Regions from separate parts of the Mus musculus genome. Here region 2 is linked to region 1. The links are chromatin contacts, called in public promoter capture Hi-C maps. All regions are on one chromosome and are shown on one strand. Each heading gives the region's core, a stretch centred on a gene start, on an enhancer-like site or on the middle of the called end of the contact. The rest is flanking DNA. Distances are from core to core; before and after follow the strand shown. Region 1 has its middle 15 kb from the start of Olfr521. Region 2 holds the start of Neu3 (neuraminidase 3).

Region 1 (6,930 bases), core at 1,589-4,088:
AAGTCAAATATTTCTTACACATAGAATACAAATAAATATATAATATGCATTGGTATGTGATTGATATGTACTGGTATGATTTTGAAAGCAAAATTATGAGCACCAGAAAAACTTACAATTATTATTTTATGTTACTTTTTCTTTTCAGTGGGTTGTCTTGAGTAATTTCTAGACTGGGGGAATTTTTCCATCCATGAGCTGTGTAATGAATGTTCTTTCTAGAGAGGGGGCTAGCAGACCTTAGAAGCATGAAGGGAAGTATCAGGGTTCAGGTGTTGGTTAGTTTTAAGTGTCAACTTGACACAAACTAGAGCCACTTATAAAAAAATTGTCTGAATAAAGAATTATCTAGATCAGGTTGGCTTGTAGCATATCTCTATGGAGTTTTCCTGATTCTTAACTGATTTTGGAAGAGGCAGTCCACTGTAGGCAGTACCATTCCCTAGGCTGGGAGGTCCTGATCAATGTAAAGAAAAAAAAAAAAAGCTACTCGGAGAGAGCTAGTTGAGAGCAGGTGTGAGTGGCTTGCTTCTTGAGTTCCTGTCTTGACTTCCCTCGGTAATCAACTGTAACTTGGAATTGTAAGTGGAATAAACCCCTGCCAGATGTATCATCACAGCAACAGAAATGAAAGTGAGACAAGGGAACTGTAGTGGCTATTCCTGGTTGTCAACTTGACTATATTTGTAATGAACTACAATCCAGAATTGGAAGGCTCACCAGTGACCCTTATCTGGATCTTGGTTTGGAGATCTTGAGCCATAGTAGCTATGGATTCCAGAAGATTGAATCTCTGAGTTCAAGGAACACACCTTTAATCTGGGCTACGGCTTTCATCTGGGATTAAGGGTGTGGTGGAACACACCTTTAATCTGGGCTACACCTTCTGCTGGAGACAATATAAGGACATTGGAAGAAGGGAGTCTAGCTCTTGCTCTTGCTCCTTCGCCTGCTTGCTGCGTGAGACTGAGTAACTGCTAGATCCTTGGACTTCCATTCACAGCTGCGACTGAATCATTGTTGGGAATTGGGCTGCCGACTGTAAGTCATCAATAAATTCCTTTACTATCTAGAGACTATCCATAAGTTCTGTGACTCTAGAGAACCCTGACTAATACAGGAACCATGGGTATCAGGGTCTAGGAGAAGCCGAGAGTTGGTGCTGTTGTGCGTTGCAGGAGCCCAGTGAAGTATCCTTGTATTTTCCCGTTTTACTAAGGACCTCCTCCCAGGCTGAGATCCCCTCCATTTCAGTTATCTGTGGGGCTAATCTCCAGAGAACTTGTTACTTTTGGAATTGTTCCTTTAATAAAACTTTTGTTTGACTAAATCAACCAAAGGAGTTCTCAGTTCTTTCAAACAAGACTCTGAGCGCTACTGCTGGGTAGTTTTCTGTCACTTGCAACCAAAAATGTCTTGGTTAGTTTGCAGCAGAGCCCCCTTCTGCCCCTGCATGTTCTTCACATGCAGAACCAGTCACTGGGATGTCTTCCTAACACTCCCAAGTCAGTCTCTGGAAAGAGGAAGGGCAGGATGAGTGACACACACTGAACAGTCAATATGGTTTCAAGACTTCCGTATGATCTTTTCCTCTCCTTTACCCAGAATCCTCCCCTTCTGACACGATCTTTAGGAGTTGGGATGCAAGGGAAATGATTCTGTTTGTTCCTGTTTCCCACTCCTACAGCACAAGTGTCTCTAAGGATCCCCCACAGCAAGAGAACTGCATCTGGGACCGTCTGAATTGGTGCACACAAGGACAAGAAAGGATTACCAGGCTGAGCAGCTGATGGAGAAGAAAAGCTTGGGAAGAGGAAATGTGGCCTGAGGGGGTATGGACAGAGAACAAGATGGAAGGCTACAGTTCCATCCATGTAGTCATAATGGTCTGTCTGGTTCATGGTCACAGCCATCCCTCATCCGCAGCCACCATCTCAATCCTTTCCCTTCACATCTGATCGTGTACCCTGAAGACAAGAATTCCTCCTTCTGTTTCCTTCTGATGGTCTCGTGTCTCCCATACAGATGAGACTACACATCTGTAGCAGCTTCCTCCTTTGATGATGGGTCTTAGCCTTCTCTTGGGCTGTCTGCCTTCCACTCCAGTCCATCTGGTTGTCTGCACTCTATTGTCATCCAGGAATGCCCAAAGGAAGATGGAGAGTCATCTCAGTTCCTAGAGCTCAGCACAAAATCAGAATAAAATCTAAAGTAGTTTACTTGGTTTTTTGTTTGTTTGTTTGTTTGTTTTTGTTTTTGAGATAGGATCTTATCATGCAGCAAGACTGGCCTCAAACTTAAAATACTCCCCCCTCAGCCTCCTGAGTGCTGGGATTTCAGATGTACACCACCACACCATACCACTCCCAAGTCAAGGGCTAACTACTGTGAGTTAAGAGGCAGTTTGGTAGACAGCAGGTCATCAGTGGGTATTGTAGGGAGGAATAGAAAGAGAAGAGAGAGAGAGAGAGAGAGAGACAGACAGACAGACAGATAGACAGACAGACAGAGACAGAGAGAGAAAGAGAGACTATCCTTCTTCTCAGAGCCTAAATGGAGGAAGATGAGCAGCAGAAGAACATTTCTTATTAGGCTATTTGATGTCCTCAAAGCAAAGGTGTCAGTGAATGCAATAGAGTATCTCAAAATAAATAGTAAGAAAGTTCCATGAAATAAAGAACTAATTTCACAGCATTAAAGGATACAGTAGACATCAAGAAGAATAAATGAGAGTAGGAAACAGATTACCTGTGCACACTGCCATGCCATACTGCACAAGGTCATGAACAAACTAAGAGAGGAAGCAAAAGCCCTTATCCACATCAGGGCCACATGATGACCAGCTCACTCAGAGCTAAAGGCAGCAGGCAGACATTTCAGACACACAGGAAGTGGTAACACAGCACCCGTGGGCTCCGCTCTGAAAGTCTGTTATGTAAGACAATGCAGACAGCCAGCAGACGACTCAAAATAAAGAATGGCCAGAATTAAGAATCGGTGATAAAAGTGACAGTGATGAGTAGCATTTAAATACAGAACCTAGGCTGAAGCATTCTGGGAATTATAACTACGGAACAAAAATTAATGTTCTGAACTTTGACAAAGTAAAATTAATGATACAACTAATATCGTTCAGGATCAAAGAACAAGTATACAAAGTCAATATCCTTTAAAATGAAAACGAGAAATTAGAAAGTAACAGCTTCTATTTATTAATGTTTTCCAGTCCTTTTTTCCTTTATTAACCCTTGTGCTTCATTTAGTAGTTAACGTCTCTTGAGCAAAAGACACATTTATCTTTATTGGCTTTTAGGTTAGCAGACAAAATAAGGATGAAACTGTCCTTTATGCTCATTTGTTCCCCTCCCCCACAGCCACTGTCCTGCCTCCTCCTCTTCAGCTGGTTCCTCTTCTCCTAGTTAGTGCTCCACCCCCTTCTGCTTTCTGATCACATGGAACCTTGGGACCTCTTTCTGCCTTCTGTTTTCTTTTTCAGTTTCACGACCTAAAGAATGCACATATAAACATGTGTGCATATGCACATACACAAACACAAACAGAAAGAAAGAATGAATGAATGAATGAATGAATGAATGAAAGAGAGAGAGAGAGAGAGAACACACCATGTGCAGTATGTGTCTCTCTGAGTCTGCCTTGTTTCACTTAGCACAGTGACCTTTCAATTGAAGATGTCCCTGAAACAGGCCATGACTTCGTTTCTTTGTACGGCTGCATAAAATATAAGCACCTCCTTTTCTCCACCCACTCATCTGTTAATGGACATTCACCTAGTTCCAATTCCTGACTATTGTAAATACCACAGCTATAATGAAAATTACAAGCATCTCTTATGAGTTCTGTGAGTACATACCCCAGAGTACCATAACTGGGTCAGAGTCATTGCAGTTGCTGCTTTTCTAGGACCATCCATACTAATGTACATGGTTGCTATATGAATTTGCATCACAACTATCATTGATTAAGAGGCTCTCTCTCCCTATATCCTTACCAGTCCTTGTTAATATTTTAAGACTGATTTTTATTATTTTTAATTATGTGTAGGTGCATATATCTGTCTATGGGTGTGTACATGTATGTGGAAGTACCCCCAGTGGCCAGAGCCATCTCTCCGGTGCCCTTGGCCACTGAGCCATCTCTCCAGTCCCATTCCGGCTGAGTTGATTTTCTCAACTCAGTTTTACTTTGCATTTCCCTGATAGCTAAGACTGTTGAATACTTTTTGAAGTATTTACTAGCTATTTCTATTTCTTCCTTTGATATCTATTCAATTCACAGACAATCCACCGACTGAGTGGTTCAGCTTTTTGGTAATTTTTGCAATTTTTTATATGTCCTGGATATTAACCCACTGTCTTATTTAGAGTTGGTAAAGATATCTTCCCCCTTCTGTAAACTGTTTCAACCCAAACCAAAGTACAAAAGGATTATAAGACAACAGTGTGAACTATGACACATCAGTGAACTAGATTAACAAGATAAAATGAAAATTTTCTATAAACACCCAGGAGAGTCCAGAAAAAGGGGAAAATATCAAGTGTAAGCAAAGAGGCTGGATGGAAAAAGCTTACAACCAATAAAAGTCCAGAGCCGAGGATGTGCTTGGTGTGTCCTGTGACTTACAGAATAATTAACATTATTCTCAAGGATGTTAAGGGGGGAAAAGAGGGAGGAACACCATGGAAGTCATTAGATGAATTCAGCATCAGCATCATAGCAGAGCCCAGGCAAAGACATCAAAAGAAAGCTAACACCCATCCATCAATACCCTCTGTGATATAAATGCAAAACTTCTCGGTAAACGCTATCCAATTGAATCCATTTTCAAATCGTAATACACTGTGACCACATGAAATTTACCACAGACCGGAAGAGTGTCTGAATACATTAGAGTCTATATAAGGCAGCACAGAATGACGGGCGTGGGAGGATCACATGATCACCTTAATTGATGCAGTGAAAACATTTGACAAAATTCAATAGCCTTTCAAGGCTCAGAAAGCTAGGAAGAAATGGAATCTTCCTCTGAATGGGAATATGCACTCATGAGGAACGTACAGTAAGTGACCTCATTGCTGCAGGTTTGAAAGCCTTTCTTTCCTCCTAAAGCAAGAAGGAGAACACGAACAAGACAAGGTCTCCCTCTTTTGTCTCTTCAACATTGTTCTCAAAATCCTTGGTTGGTTGGTTAGTGGTTGTGGTTGTTTTTTGGTTTGGTTTAGTTTGGTCAACTTGACACAAGCTAGTTATCTGGTCAGGGGACCTCAGTTAAGAAAAATGCCTCCATCAGATTGGCCTGTGGGCAAGTCTATAGGACGTTTTCTTGGTTAACGATTGATGTGGGAGGGCCCAGATCACTGTGGGTGTTGCCATCCCTGGGCAGGTAGGCCTGGATGCTATGAGAAACCAGGCTGAGAGAGCCTTGAGGAGCAAGCCAGTAAGCAGCATTCTTCCATGGCCTTTGCATCAGCTCCTGCCTTCAGGCTCCTGACACAAAGGATCTTGAAAAAGAACCAGCCTAAGAATTCCCACTTCCCAATTTTAGAATGCACTGTGAGAGAACAGTGGTGCGAGGGGCCACAGAGACAGACATAGACCACTGGGCTAGCCCTGACATTCGGGAACTGAGCTACACATTTATCGGGGCACCAAGACCAATCACTGAAGAAAAATGTGCGGAGACAACTGGATAATCTTACACAAAAAAGATGAGTTTGGAGGGCTGGGAAGATGGTTCCATTGGCCCAGTGCCTGTAGTTTTTGATGAGAACCTAAGTTGTATCCCAGAACCCACAGAAAAATATCTTGGCACAACACCACGTGTCTGTAATCCCTGTACTGGGGAAGCAGAGATAGGAGGACCTCTGGGGCTGGCCAGCCAACCAGTCCAGCTCAATTGACAAGTTCCTGGTTTGGTGAGAGACTCTGTCTCAAAAAATAAGGTGGATAGTGATGAGAAAAATACCAAGGTTGACCTCTGACCTCCACATACAGCCACACATAAAGAATAAATTTGGATCCTTGTACATTACACACAAAATGTATATAGTATGCATAAAAGTATAATATAAATAGGTATAATATTTAAAATATAATATAGGTATTATATTTTAAATATTATACCTAATATTTAAATATTATTTTATAATATTATTTATAATATTTAAAATATAACATATACACCACATAGAAAAATAAAGCTCAAATAGATCGAAGATCCAATGTGTAAAGTAAAACCATTCAGCTCTTAGCTGGAAAACAAGTGCGTTCTGATAACCTAGGATCGTCTCTTAGATATGGAACTAAAATAACAAATGAAGGTAAATACAAAGGAAAACTTAATATTGTTAAGATGACAATACTGTCATCAGAATTTTACAATATTGTGCTTCAAAAGTCACTGTGTGGAAAGTGGAAGATGGAGCACTTAATGCTCCACCAGAGGACCAGTGTGGGGTCAGGCAGCTCACACGCAACTCCAGCCACAAGGACTTAACACATTCTGCTGACCTACATGGGCACTTGCACACATGTGCGTGCACGCACACACACACACACACACACACACACACACCGTAAATATAATTAGTTAATTAAAATGACAACACACAAAATGAAGGAAGTACTAAAACCGTGAGAACAATTCCCACAGTTAAGTAACAGAGACTGATCTAACAATGTCTAAATGGGTAAGGAACCTGATTGTGTATTTCTCCAGAGAAAATACACAACAGCCAATAAGCACTTGAAATGATGCTTGATATCATTAATCATTAGGAAAATGCACAGCAAGAATACGAGACACCACTTCACACTCACCAGAACCTCTGTAGTTAATGACAGAATGTGCTGGGAGACCAAGCAAGGAGGGCAGATACAAGTTCCCCACCAGTGTAGGCTACGTGATGATGA
Region 2 (6,930 bases), core at 2,113-4,612, 47 kb after region 1:
GTTCCCTGCTTGTTTCCCCACAGGACTTCTCACTCTCGGAGGTCTCCCATAGCGTACATACTCAATGCATGCTACAAAATAAAAGATCCACGGTATCAGGTCCCAACACCCCAAGATGGCAGTCTGTGCTCATCCCAGGCTGGACTCTAACCCAGTGAACACTCAGTGCTCCTCAGAAACCTTGTAAAGTGTGTTTCTGTTTGCCAGGAAAAGCCATTACGCTCTTATCTTCTCCTACAGGCCCGTAATCTCTGGAGAGGGCCTCTAGTTTCTACTAAACCAAACAGGCTTCCAGCAGATCAGAGGCCCCACAATAGTTCCCAGGCTATTCCAGCTAACCTGCCCTCCTTCCGTCAGGCGGGACTCTCCCACCATATCTGCTATCTTTCCTGCTCCCGTAGTTCTGGCTATCACCGGTCTGCTCCTCTCTCTCTCTGCCTTTTCTCTGCTAACCCAGGGGACCCTCAGCATTCCTCAGTCACCTTCTAGAGTGGGCTTCCATCTGTCAGTAAAGGCCACTACTTTATCTTCTCCTACAGCCCCCCCAAATCTCTGAAGAGGTTGCCACCTGTGTGGCTTCCTCACTGCACCCCTCAATTACACATGGGAATTATCTCCTCACCTAGAACCAGGCGTGGTCCGTGATAGGCTCTGGCTCGGATTTGCTGGCTGAGTGAGTGCAGGGATAGATGAACTGGAATATAGAGAGTGAAGATCTCTCTATATGGGTCAGCCAAGCGATGGGGCAAGAAGCAGCGAGCTTGCGGGTTTGGGTAACAGACAACAGTGAGCTGTGGGCGCTTTCAGTCGGCTAGTGTGACTGTGGTGAGGGGCGTGAAAGACCTGTGAGCAAAGACGGGACTAAGTTGACCAGCAGAGCTAGATCCCGACAAACCCGTCACCTTATTGTGGTATCCATCCTACAGACAGGGAGCCACCGTAGAGTTTCTGACAGGAAAATCGGTCAGTTTAGACCAGTCTCTCAGGCAGCTTTCTGGGTAATGAGATACGGGGGAATGTTGCACTGCGTCGGTCTGCAGCCTGAGTCAAGCAAGAGAAACTGGAACGTACGAATGACTCAATGGATCATTACATTGAGACAATGGTGGTTCACTACTGTGAGAAGAGTGAGAGAAGTGGCCTCTGAGTCAAGAAAAGCTGCCCTTCCTTCCAGGCTGGGACTTGTACCACTTAATCAAACGACTGGGTGGACTGTCTTGTCGGCATGTTAGAGCATGCCTGTGCGCCACAGTCCAGCTCTCTCCTTCCATGCACCACTGGGCTGGCTCTATTCTAAGGATGCCTGTCTCTGAGTCCCACTTCGGGCAGTGCATAATGAAAGGCATAGCTTAGAGTACTTAACAGCTTTTACTGCTTGCAGATCCTCATCTATAAAATGAATTCAGTTCTACATAAAAAGAACAAATAAGCCTGAAGTAGCTGTTACAAAGCCTATTGCACAAGACATGGCAGTCACTATATCACTATTTTTCAGTTATAAATTGAAATAATAAATAAATCATTAATTTTCCCCCCTAAACAATGTCTTACTTTGTATCCCAGACTGACCTTGACTTGTTATCCTAGAACCTTAGGCTCCTGAGTGTTAGTTAGTTTGTGCCACCATGCCAAACAGGGCACATTATTTCTGACTCCTGAAACTGATGTAGAACAGTAGTCATGTACTATATACAATGTAATACTAGACTGAATATGTGTGTGTGTGTGTGTGTGTGTGTGTGTGTGTGTGTGGTGGTCCCACAGATTCTAATTGTGTTAAAGTTCCCATCACCCACAGACATCTTAGACACCAGTATCACAGCCCAGACATATAACACGTTTGTGATGTCAGTCATATACAAATATCTATGTACAGCTCATACAACTTGAAATGACAAAAAGCTACTTTACTGGCTTGCAATCATTCATTAGACTACACTTTGTTATTATCTTGGAATACAAACTTACAAACATTTACAGTGAAACAGCATATTACCTTAGCTGGCAGCAGCCTCACACAATCCATGCTTTCAGAATCTCTTGACACCATTTTTTCTTGTGTTTGACTTCATTTCATGTTTCACTCATCATGGCTCCAGCCGCAATAGGCATATATATGGAATATATATATATATATATATATATATATATATATATATATATATATTCTCCATACAGCCTAGCTGAGCCATACGATGTGCATACACACTGATGAAGTTCTCACAATGAAACCACATCATTGTTGTGTTCTCAGTACCAAGCCCCATCATTAAGCACTGCATTATTCTATCAATTACAACCTCCTCTTAGCACCTGGGCTGGTCTTGAACTTGTGATTCTCATGCCCCAGCCTCCTGAGTGCTTGGATTAACAGGAGCCAGGCCCCATGACTGGCTCTCATTTGTTAAAGGTTAGTAATGTGTACTTATCAGGACCATTCAAAAATGCTTTATAAACGTTAAGGCACTATACAAATTGATGTCTTTAATTATTGTGAATGCTGACCTTTTTACAATTCAGTTTTGGTTCTGCCATCACCTCAACAATTAAATTGTCATTAATTTTCACTATGATTATTCTAATAATAATGATGACAGTGGTAACACAGTGGCCTGGTCACACCTAAAGGATTCACCCAAACTATGTGCTCAGAACTAGGGGCTGAGAAGAATCTAGTACAGGTCTGCTTTGGAGTTGTTTGCTTTAGCAGATAATTCTGATTATTAATTACTGTTCCATACTCTCTCACCTTCCAACCAAGTCCTCTCTATTCTCTTTCTTGGGGAGAGTACAGTTTAGCACGACTTCTGAAGTCAGCCTTGTTTGAAGAGGAAAACTTAGGGGAGACCACTCAGTTGCAAATCTAGTATCAAAAACATTCCACCTTGGAACCTTTTTGGTCGCCCACAACTCCTCTATAGTAAGAAGACTTCACAGTCTCGGTTTGTTCCCACAGTTCTAAACTACAGCTGAAGTTTGGCTTTAGATGGAAGAAAGCAAAAGTAGAATGGTCCTAGCTGATTCTGGCTGACTCAGTCTTCCTTCCTGATGCAGGTCCCCACAGTCCCCGGCCGAATTCCGGGTGACTCTCACCCCAGCTCACCGGCTCCGGAGGCTCTCTGGGCTCTCCCGTGGAGTCTCGGAAGAAGGCCTGAAGCTGAGCTGGGGCGATGGAGACTGGATAACAGCGACAGAAACCACAGACGCTGAAACGAACCCAGTGACCGCTGCGCAAGAACTGGCAGTAATGAGACAAATATCCCAGGAGCAGAAGGAATGCGCTGGGGAGCAGGCGCCAGAGGACTGAGAGCAGCGTCTGGGTGTCAACCTCCCCGGCCAGGCCACGCCCCTTCACCGCGCAGTGCCCGCCCTGCTTGCTTCTCCACGCCCTTAACGATTGGTCTGTGGAAGGTATCACCGCCTAAAACTTCCCTAGACAGTCTAATTGTCGAACAAAGGTTCCGAGGCTCAGAGGGGACTCCTAAAAAGATAAAAGGTGGAAGGGGGTGTTTTCACACAAAGCACTGGACATTCTCCTTGCAAAAGGTTCCAAAATGTATATATTTATCAGGGCCTGGTGGTGCGGGGCTGTGGACTTTGCTAGTGTGGTAGAGACTGTTAAATTTCATCTGTCTGGACTACAAAATGAGTTTAAGGCCACCCTGAACAATTGCCCTTCTCGCAAGATTTTTAAAAAAAAGTATAAACAGAGCCGAGAAACCAGTTAGGTGGCAGAGCACTCGCCTAGCAGGTGCAACGTCCTAGGTTCACTCTCCTGTACCTTCGATAACTTATTGTATATTGTCTACACACATTTACATACATGTATCTGTCACCAAGTACTGAATCCATTCTCTTGTTTCACAATCACACGCAAGGACCATCCCATTCTTCCCCACCTACCAAAATCAAAAGAGGAAAAGGCCCCTCTTGACACACTGCAGCATCTAAGAGATCAGCCAGGGGTGGGGACAAAGAAAGCTAAAAATGACTGTTAAAAAAAAACAACAACAACACAAACAAACAAACAAACAAAAAAACAAACCGAAACAAACAAACAAACAAAACCCATCAGGTCAACAAGGCTACCAGAGGAGACTAAAAAGAAAATGAAAAAGTCACGACCAAAACAAAAACCCAAACAAACAAACATAAAAACCAAGATGTGGAGTACATTGGTATCAAAATTCACAGTGGTTCCTTATGTACCAGGTTAACATAATGAACTAGGACATTTAGCATAGTGGCATTACCCTGTGGGGAGTGACTTGTATTTGACTTATAATAGTAAGATGTATGATAGCACCCTTCACCTTATAATATAAGAAATCACACCCCCAAGTGTGGGTCTAACCACAGTAAGATAGAAAGCAGCACAGCAGGGCCGATTCGGCCGGACCCCATTCCTCCTCTGCCTGTGAGGATGCCAGGGGGCAGGGCCCTGTCCACCAAGGAGCAAAGTGACTTCCTTTTATTTCATCCCAGTCATGTTAGGAGTTTCTCTCCCAAATGGCTGCCTCCTCTAGTTCCAGTGTAAGAATATGGGGTCTTCTTTCTTTGAAGTGAACTTGATACTCAGAAGTAGAACTCACATGGAGAGAAACAATTGAAACTCATTTTTTTTGTTGGAACCAAGTAAAACATAAAGGAATTTGTCAAAAGATGAAGGGAAAGATGGAATATTAACTTAAAGGATGGAAAAACATTGACTCCTACTGAGTTTGAATCCCTGAGCCTGAGCAAATACCATGGGTACGGCAGTGAACGCTCTAAGGGATGGGCTTTCCTAAGACACAAGATCATAACAGGATGGGATTTTCCTTCATTCCTTTTTAAATAATGAGAGATTAGCCTGACAACACTGAAATAAAATAAAGTAGTTTCCTGCTAAAAGTAACTAGGACTTCAAAGAAAAACAGCTGATTTCAGAGCAGGGGAAAGAGGTATAGCATAGGCTTTGAGTATCTGGTCTTACTTGAAAACAAGGTAGCTAGAAGAAAGCAACAAAGGCCATGCTCAAAGAGCTGACCTAACAAGGATCCTACTACCAAATATGTGTGGCAAAATAACAGCTAGGTGCAGTGCTGCACACCTATCCTAGAATTGAAGAAGCAGAGGCAAGAGAACCACATGCTCTAAATCAGCAGGGGTTTTAATAGTAAGTTCCAGAGGACTTGGGGCTACATACTGAGAACCCGTGTAAAAAGGGGGCAGGGGAATAACAACTTACAAAGGACTAGATTAAATGTTTAATGTTATGAGAACATGGTGCCGGAGAGAGGTGCCCCAGTAGTTGAGAGGGCCCAGTGCCCGCACCCACATGATGATTCACCAACATCCTTAACTCCACTTCCACAGGACCTCTTCTAACTTTTGAGAACACCAGGCATGCACATGGTGATGTCTTAGAGTTTCCATTGCTGTGAGGAGACACCATGACCAAGGCAACTCTTACAAAGACAATATTTAATTGGGTCTGGCTTACAGGTTCAGAGGTTCAGTCCATTATCAAGGTGGGAAGCATGGCAGCATTCAGGCAGGCATGGTGCTAGAGGAGCTGAGAGTTCTACATCTTCTTCTGACTGCATCCAGAAGACTGTCTCCCAGACAGCTAGGAAGAGAGATTCAAAGCCTATCTGCCACAGTGAGACACTTCCTCCAACGAGGTCACACCTCCTAATAGTGCCAATCTCTGGGCCAAGCATATTTAAACCACCACAGAGCACATACATACATGCCGGCAAAACACTTATACACATAAAATAATAGAAAAAAATTAAAATATCATAACATCATATAGACATATGGAAAAAAGTCTCTCAGTCATTTCAAGAGAGTGCTATGGAAAAATAAAGCTAGAGTAAAAGTAGAAGGTAGAATAAAGCTTTGTTATACAAGCTGTATTCCAAGGTGACTCACTGTTCTCCTAAATACTACTAATACTACTACTAAATAATAATAATAAACAATTGATATAATGTTCTTAGTTTGCAATAGCTTGGTGGCTGCTAGAACCATATAATGGCCCAGTGTAAGTCTTTGTGTTGGATCAGTGGTTCTCAACATATGCCTTTCAACACCTTTAGAGGTCGCATATCAGACAGATATCCTGCCTATCAGATATTTACATTATGATTCATGCCAGTGGCAAAATTAGTTATGAAGTAGCAGTGAAATAATTTTATGGGTGGGAGTCACTATAGCATGAGGAACTGTATTAAAGGGTCTGAGCACTAGGAAGGCTGAGACCCACTGTACTGCATGAATCAAGCCAAAATCATTTGAGCACACTATGCATAGCATGACAAATAGACACAAGCAGTTTATTATGAGGGCTCCTGTATAACGTCTTACTGCTAAACAACCAATCTGACAGTTGAAGGTGTAGTTCAGTGGTAGAGTGCTTGCCTAGCTCTGGTTCAGTCCCCAGTCACCCCCACCACCACCACATGCACACACAAGATGGGAGTAGAAAAATCTGTTAAATGGCATCATTAAGATACAACTGGCCAAATTCACAAATGTCAAAGGGCTAGGGGAGAGGAGGGGACAGACAAAACATTAAAACTTTTCAATCTACTACAAAACCAAACAAAACTGAATTTCTAGACCTTGTTTGGGTCCCAGATTGAATAAATGAATTCTGAAAACACATGGAGGTGATTTTACCAGTGAGCAGACATTAGGTGACAGTTTGGTTTTGTTTACTAACAGCATTGTAGCTGTTTTTTTCAGTCTTCCCAGCAGTCAGCACCAAGGCCCCAGATCTTGGTTTCTAATAGCTGATTCCAGAGGTGGAGCTGGGAAAAAAGCAAGCTGAGTGTGCAACACCTTGTGGCACATAAAGTACAAAACGTCACAAAGTGACCAGGAGTTCCTTCCCAGGAGCTCCTTAATGGCCAAAGATGAAATCCCTAGGGCTAGAAGATA

What was found. Promoter capture Hi-C pulls out the DNA fragments that hold promoters and counts their contacts.
Region 2: a promoter capture Hi-C map of macrophages shows a contact between it and region 1, with 5 read pairs. The contact joins the promoter of Neu3 here to the enhancer-like site in region 1. A contact is called at or near these places in 8 of 39 promoter capture datasets (cranial neural crest, embryonic stem cells, frontonasal cranial neural crest and 5 more), 1 of 15 datasets of contacts at CTCF or cohesin (the G1E-ER4 cell line), 2 of 115 datasets of contacts at active chromatin or transcription factors (CD8 T cells and embryonic stem cells) and 3 of 9 other capture datasets (adipose tissue, liver and pancreatic islet).

What each region holds. Positions count from the first base shown.
Region 1 is chr7:99,778,708-99,785,637 of GRCm38.p6, forward strand. No RefSeq gene overlaps it. Among named protein-coding and RNA genes, the nearest start is that of Olfr521, 15 kb to the left of the region's middle. Within about 2 kb of position 2,839, at least 27 of the 459 cell types and tissues checked have an H3K27ac peak or open chromatin away from gene starts, as enhancers often do. A contact at or near this core is called in adipose tissue and macrophages, where this site is marked.
Region 2 is chr7:99,825,055-99,831,984 of GRCm38.p6, forward strand. Neu3 (neuraminidase 3) reads right to left here and starts at 3,363. Exons shown (of 3, transcript NM_016720.2): 1 at 3,104-3,363.